2 separate regions of the Zea mays genome follow, and region 1 is linked to region 2. The links are chromatin contacts, called in public Hi-C maps. All regions are on one chromosome and are shown on one strand. The core of a region is the stretch at or near the end of the contact, and the rest is flanking DNA. Distances in the headings are between cores, read along the strand shown.

What was found. Hi-C and Micro-C count contacts between places; a contact is called where the count stands out from the background.
Region 1: a Hi-C map of tassel shows a contact between it and region 2, with 2.6 times the contacts expected there. The contact joins the promoter of LOC100274549 here to the promoter of LOC103645923 in region 2. A contact is called at or near these places in 3 of 25 Hi-C or Micro-C datasets (leaf, leaf mesophyll and tassel).

The regions. Positions count from the first base shown.
Region 1 is chr2:9,435,446-9,439,167 of Zm-B73-REFERENCE-NAM-5.0, forward strand. LOC100274549 (Transcription factor GTE7) reads left to right here and starts at 1,745. Exons shown (of 3, transcript NM_001148905.1): 1 at 1,745-2,879; 2 at 2,963-3,131; 3 at 3,228-3,636. The coding sequence starts at 1,758. The coding sequence ends at 3,292.
Region 2 is chr2:9,243,072-9,246,945 of Zm-B73-REFERENCE-NAM-5.0, forward strand. LOC103645923 reads left to right here and starts at 1,740. Exons shown (of 3, transcript NM_001352182.1): 1 at 1,740-2,310. The coding sequence starts at 1,966.

The DNA of each region.
Region 1 (3,722 bases), core at 495-2,994, 190 kb after region 2:
CGACCAACGAGCGCGGGCAACAACATCGCGATGGAGCGCATCTGTACAACATATTTGTTAATATGAATAAAAAATAATTTGCAGTATTTAAATGTCTCATAATTTTGTAAATATATACGGATTAATATGCATGCAATAATCACGGATATTTGTTTTATTAATAATATATGAATTCTGTTAACATTGTAGATATAGAGGACCGGTTTTAGAGGATGTTGCTGGAGATGAAGAAAATATAGAGGACGAATTTTTTTAGAGGATGTTGTAAAGGACAAAGAATATTTTTTTAGAGGACGAAATTTAGAGGACGTTGCTGAAGACAGCCTTAGCTAAGAGATTGTGCAAAGAGCAGGGCCACGTTGGTGCCTGTACCCTGCTCCACACATGTGATGCTGCTCTGCTTTGTGCTTTCTTTTGGTGGCAACGGGTACATACCCGTCGGGTAGTACCATTCCATACCCGTACCTATCAAAAAAAATTCTACCCGTCGGGTTACCCATATATACTCGCGGGTATAAAATCTTACCCATACCCGTACCCGCGTGGGTATTTTTACCCGTCGGGTAACCCGTACCCGCTAGGAAAGAATTAAATTCCAATGTACCAATCACTCAAAATATTAAATAAACATATAAAAACAACTTCCATTTCACATATAACGAATCATATGATTACATAACTTAGTATCTAGATAAATGATAACTAGAGAAGGTTTTATTCTAGCTAAGTTGGACTCTATTAGATGTTTATAGTGCTATTGATGCGGGTATATTTTACCCACGGGTAGACGGGTATGGGTAGTACCAACCCATACCCGTACCCGTCTACCCAACGGGTAGAGGTTTTTACCCATTAACATACCCGCGGGTAGAGAAATCATCCCGTACCCGCCTTCATATAGGGTAAAATCCGTCGGGTATTCGGGTTTCGGGTACCCATTGCCATCTCTACCAACTACCCATGCCTTTGCTCAGATTCGAAAGATGGCCGATGCCGGCGCCAGATAGAGCGCCTCACATGCATGAATCAACATGAGGAGAGTTCATGGAAGGACCCCAAAAGCTTACAACTACCGATGCTCACGACGAAGCTCGGGTTCAAAGGTCACTACGTAAACAGTACAATATCAAATAGTATAAACTACAATACTCCTCCTTTTCATGATCCACCGAGGACAGGCTGAAGACGATCTCTCAGTCAACACTCCAGACTCCACACGAACTGGCGTACCGTTTGGTTCAAATATTTGTAACGTAATGGGTAAGTGATAACGTTAAATTATGTTTGTTTTAGTCCAACCGTAATTAGATACCATACTAAAAATTGATACCGGACTATTCAAACTTGTTACCGCCCGTAATCGAGTGTAAACCATTACCATTATCCTTTACGTTACATTTCGTGAACCAAACAGCACCTGTGATCCATCCCACGCATTGTCCTGTCTTGTGCTGTGCCTGTGCCCCAACGATCAGTCAAACCGAAGCGTACTGGGCCACGCAAACGCAACGACGCTCGCAGTCGCAGAAGAAACTGTCCAGCCATCCCATCCGTTCCACCCAAGCACACCAACGGTGCTGATCCCGTCCTCTCTCGGCGCCGACCAGACTCGCCCGCTACTCTTCCGAAAAAAATATCCCAAATAGTTACTCCACTCCCCTCACCCCTCCCGACTCCCGTGCTCTCTCTCTCTCTCTCTCTCGGATCCGAATTGCCAGCGCACCAGTCGAGCTCGCGGGAACTCGCCGGCACCGGCGATGGCCTCCGCCCTACTGGCCGGACAGGGCGGGGCGCGCCACCACGGCTGGGGGGAGACGCGCGCCCCACTCGCGCCCATACCTCCCAACCCTAACCCCAGCCAGCCCCACCCGCGCGCCGACGGGTCCAAGTCCAAGCCGCGGGCGGCAGCCTCCTCGCCGGCGGCCGGATACGTGACGTTCCGCCCGGCGTCCCTGGGCCCGCGCGAGGCCCGCGCGCTCCGGGACCGCCTCGCGGGGGAGCTCACCCAGGTGCGCGCCCTCCTCTCCCGCATCGACACCTGGCAGCAGCAGGGCCCGCCGCCCGCGGGGCTCCGCGGCGAGGTGCGGAAGCGGTGCGGGCAGATCCTCACCAGGCTGCGCAAGGACAAGCGGAGCGTGTGGTTCAACGCGCCCGTCGAGGTGGAGCGCCTCGGCCTCCACGACTACCACGCCGTCATCAAGCGCCCCATGGACCTCGGCACCGTCAAGGAGGGCCTCGCCGCCGGGAGGTACGCCTCGCACGACGACTTCGCGGCCGACGTCCGCCTCACCTTCACCAACGCGCTGCGGTACAACCCGGTCGGCCACGAGGTCCACACCTTCGCTGGCGCCCTCCTCGCCTACTTCGAGAGGATGTACAAGGAGGCGCTCGCCTGCTTCGAGGAAGACTGCAAACGCCCTGAGCCGCCAAGGCCAGTGCCGCCTGAATTGACACCTCCACCCGCAGCTGAGCCTGTTGAGGCCAAGGTTAAGCCGAGGGCAGGGAATGTGAGGATGCGGAAGCCCAAGGCCAGGGAGCCTAACAAGAGGGAGATGAGCCTGGAGGAGAAGAACATGCTCAGGGTGGGGCTGGAGAGTTTGCCCGAAGAGAAGATGCATAATGTGCTACAGATTGTGCGCAAGAGGAACAACAATCCGGAGATGCTGGGGGATGAGATCGAGCTTGATATTGATGAGATGGATGTTGAGACACAGTGGGAGCTTGATCGTTTCGTAGCTAACTTCAACAAAGCGCTCAAGAAATCTCAGCGTGCTGTGGTGATGAATGGTGGCGCCGCTGATGTAACCAGTGCTGCTGTGGCTGAGAATGACACTGCACCTGTCAGCAATGTGCTTACGTTGGTTGACAATGATGATGTGGTAGGAGGTTTGTTTCTTGTCGCAGCTAGTGGATGTGTAAATTGGGATCTCATGCTAGCTTTTTTGGTTTATTAATTTTACAGGAGAGAGAGAAACCTGTGAGGAGCGCTACAATGGCTGAGCAGGTGGATGAGTATGTTGATATTGGGGATGAGATGCCAACAGCCACTTACCAATCCATGGAAATCGAGAAGGACGCTGAAGGTGCGACTGGCTCTCGTGGTTCTGGCAGTGGCTCTTCGTCGTCCAGTGGTATATATGATCAAGCTGGCATTGTGTACTCCTTCAACACTTCATATTTCTTCAGGGAGCAGATCTTTTTACATTAACTGTTGCCTTCTTTTACAGGTTCTGAGTCGAGGAGCTCAGGGGACAGTGCCTCAGGAGCTGGCAATGCTCATTCTTTGGCTTAACACTAGGATTTGAAAATTTGGATGATCTGAGTTCTGTTGTTGGGTGATTTACGTAGAGCTAGTGGTAATTGTAAGTATGTAGCTGTTTCTGAGACGTGGGTGTGCGTAGGCTTCGATTACACAGTTAGTAGTAGATAACAAACTGGCTTTGTGGGTGTCTGTTAGCACCATGTGTATGTAAGCTGGTGGTGGAAGGTATTGGGGTGTTAAAAGTAGTTGATCGACCTTCTGGTATGGAGGGGGCCAGGGCTAGTGTTTGTGTTCTTTGTAGTACAATTGTTCTGGTGCAGACCTCTTATGTAATTAATGATTTGTGCATGACATTAAAGTATGGTTGTATAAGTAACAATGCAGTATCTTTTGTTCGGTGATGGTTTTTGACCTTTTTCGGATAGGCCTATGCAAGATAGTTTTCAATGACCATGCAAAT
Region 2 (3,874 bases), core at 490-2,989:
TCGAACTAAACATGTGAGTATTGTGAAATAAGTTGATCTATGTGTCGTTGCCTCGTTGGAGAGGTTAAAAGAACTTGTATTTGAGTATTGCGAAGTTCGCTAGTTGTTTATTGCATGAGAACTATAGTTTATGGTTGTATATTATTTTGGTGAACATATGCCGTGTGGATCAATTAATATTTACTGTACAATGTGAATTGAACAAACTACAAATAAATCCTGCCAAAATTTTCATTCTTTTCTGCAAAAAACAGTAAAAATCAGTTTGTTTCACGGTTAACCGGCGGTTTCTACCGGTTTTGCGTCGGTTTTTCGCTGGTAAACCGGTTTGAATTCAAACTGATTTGATTTGATCAAACCGGCCGGTTTTCTACTGGTTTACCGCCGGTAATCTGTTACCGGTGGAGGGCGGTTTTTACTTCTCCAACGGTTTTGTAAACCGTGAGCTTATGAGAATTTACTCCAACTGCAGCGGCCCGAGGTCGAGGATAGATATGCATGCGTGGCCGAGGAAGCTGCAGTGTAGCTGTGCCTTGTCCTTCCCAGAATAAGTGTAGTGTCCTCTCCAACTTTCTCGCCATATTAATTATTGGAGACAATTTTTTTATCTGCCACTGGTAAAATTTCGGGTTTATTTCTTTCTTATTTCACACTAAATATTAAATATAATTTACTATATAACACTACCGTTAGTTCTAACCTGTAAAGATGTTAACTTTTATGTAAAAAGATGAATTATCTAAATAATTATTTATGTGTAAATACTTATAATAATTATCATAAATATTCGTACCTAAATAATTATTACAAACATCAGTGCATGCAGTCTATCGTAGGCCTGGCCATGTGCGAGCCGACATCGATGTTGTGGCGTTATGCGACCTGCGACGACGCAAGCTGCTGCTTTGGATGCCGACCATGTCATGGTCGAATCCAAAGAAAACCAATAACTGACTATACGGCGGTACTATACAAATATACTAGTACGAGCACTAATAAAGAACCAATGACGACTCATGTTTACACACTTTGTACGTGCATGCCGTAGACCGTAGTACCCCTACGCGATCTGATCTAACCACCGTGCTTGACAGAAAACGATCGCCGATGGATCCAACTGCTCCTCCCAGCAGGGCAATAGTAGTCCGGGCCGGTACCGAGAGACCAAGAGACGAGGACGACGGATCATAGCATAGTATAGTATAGCAGAGACCATCGAGCAGGTCGTCACATGGATCGGGAGTAGGATGAAAACGTCGAAAACGAACGAAAAATATCTAAACTGGTTTTAATTTTAGATTTTTTTTGACGGGACGAAAACAAAAACGTCGAGCAGGTTGTCACATGGCTAATAAGAGAGGAAAGAGAATGAAGCAGGCTGCTGATCTATCTCCGAGCTGCAGCACAGGGTTCGGATCTGGACGGGAGAGCTCAGCGTCAGCGTCATGGCGGGCTGGATTAATCTTTAACGAAAAGGATGTGTTTGAGTGAAGTTGCACAGTGCGCAACTCCTGCGTCTGCAAAATCGCGAGAACCAAACTGCACGACCCGGACCGGAGGACAGTATCCCGAGAAGAAATCCCAAAACCACCCCTAGCCTAGCCTAGGTCAGGCCCAAATCCGTTCGGCACGACGGACACGCGCCCCCAGACAAAAACACCCACTCCATATGTCTCCTAGGCGGGCGGCTAGACAAAAACACCCACTTGTGTTGGCTATTCATTGGCTCGCGCTCGGCAGTCGGCACGACGGTACTTGGACTTGGCTATTCCCAACGCCACCCCGCAACCGCAACGTCTCTCTAGCGTCTAGCCTCTGCCTGCGCTCCCACACCAGAACACCACACCGCTCCGCGTGCGTCGCCCGCACTCCTCGCCTCTGCCCGTCTGCCTACCGTGCCGTGCCGTGCCGTGCTCCCCACCCGATGCAGCCGCCGACGCGGGCCGTGCCGAGCCACAGCCGGAGATGAGCTCCAGGAACCGTTCCGCCGCCGCCTCGTCCGCTGCCCCGGCTCTCCGGACACCGCGCCGCCTGAAGCGGCGGCCAGTTAAGGCGTCGGCGCCGGGGCCGGGCAGCGGGCGGCGGAGCGGGCCCGCGACGCCGCTGCTGAAATGGGACGTCGGTGGCGGCGGCGGGCGCGGTGAGGGGAGGAAGGCTGGCGCCGACGAAGCGGGGGACGCCGCGCGGGCGCGGGAGACCAAGGCGAAGGCGACGGAGGTGTCGGTGCGGAGGCTCGCGGCCGGGGTTTGGCGGCTGCGCCCGCCGGAGGCCGTGGCCGGCGGCGGGAGCGGGGTCCGCGTGGGCGTCGAGGTACGTTGTGCTGCTTCACCGCCTGCTTGCCCCCCAGCTTGTTTGTTTCGTTTTCGGCTTGGTGTTGACAAGGAGAGGAGGCTCTGGCTGCGTTCTGTGTCTCAGATCATGAACGTTGACTTGTCCTATAATGCCATTTCTATTGCTAGACTGACTAACCATAGTATCGTTTTGGTGTTTAATGAAAATAAAAATGTGCGCTCTAAAAGGCCGTTACAACTTTGGTGTTCTAGATCTCTCGCGCTGTTTGGGTTGCTAATCTGAGCCGCTTTACTTCGGCTAAACTGGATTAGCCTACTAGTCAAATCTTAGTACTCCTACGTACCCATTCTCCCCGTTAAATCCTCAGCACTAAACACGCACTGCCCGTTGCCATGTCGGCGCATTTAGTACTCTCCTGGACGTCAGTAGATGCGTTGCCCTGAAGCATGGCCATTTATGAAGGCGGCCGTGCAGCAGGCACAGTACGGTGGCCGTGATCCTCTGCCCATGAATTAAAACCCCATCCATCCAACAGACGCAGCGTTTTCCAGTGCTCGGATCTCCTCATGTGATTCCTGTGTAGTACATGTGTATGGGCCCCAATCATCGGATCCTCTCCGAGTCTCCATGCCCGGCCCTGCCCGTGCAGCCACAAATGCACTTCCCGTGCGTTTCAGCCTTTTGTGCTTGATTGGTTGGCCTGGCCATCAGTGCGGGTGCGCACCTTCATCAGTTTGCCGAGTTGCTGCGTCCTGTGTTAAGGGTGGAGCTTGGAATTTGGATCGTGAAAAGGTCTGTCAGGGTGTGAGCTTCTGAACCGGGCAAAATGGCTCTCGGTTCTTGACTCTTGTGCCGTGCAGCAACAAACACTGATACTGGGTTCAGGACAGGAGCACGTGGTCCTGTTTAGCTGCTTGTCTCATAGTATCGCAGACCATCCTAGTCCCCTTCCAGGAAATGGTTTTTGAATTCTGAATCTTAGCCCCTTAGGTTGGGACGAAAATGCTAGCCAACAAATGCGACGATGTTACCAACGCTCTAGGTGTAGGTTCCCTGTATATGATTCGGTTTGATAGAGGTAGGTCCCCCACGTGATGATTGTTAGGGCCCCTATAGATGCTCCTTGTTCTATGAAAAAAACTTTCTACCGAAAATTCTACCCCTTTTTTTAAAAAAAAATGTAGTATGTTCGTGATGTTCCTTTCTAGTCACAGTACAAAATAGTGACATGAACATGTGCAGATCCAGTGCTACTCTCTTGATAGATATGCTTCGGGCCTGTTTGTTTACCCCCATGGATTATATAATCTGGATTATTTTTGGAGGATTATATAATCTGGATTATATAATCCGGATTATATAATCTGAGTAGTCCTGTTTGTTTACCTAGATTATTTGAGTTGTTAATATAATTCTTTTGTATGAGGAAGACAAGAATGCCCTCTATATTTGTACTAGGTTGACACTCATGTATGAAAAAAAAATTCAATTGACATTGGCAAATATTGCATTAGCAATATTATCACGGAAGACATTCATGTCACCTTCTTCATCCCTAAATTGACTAGTACTAGGCGCAAAA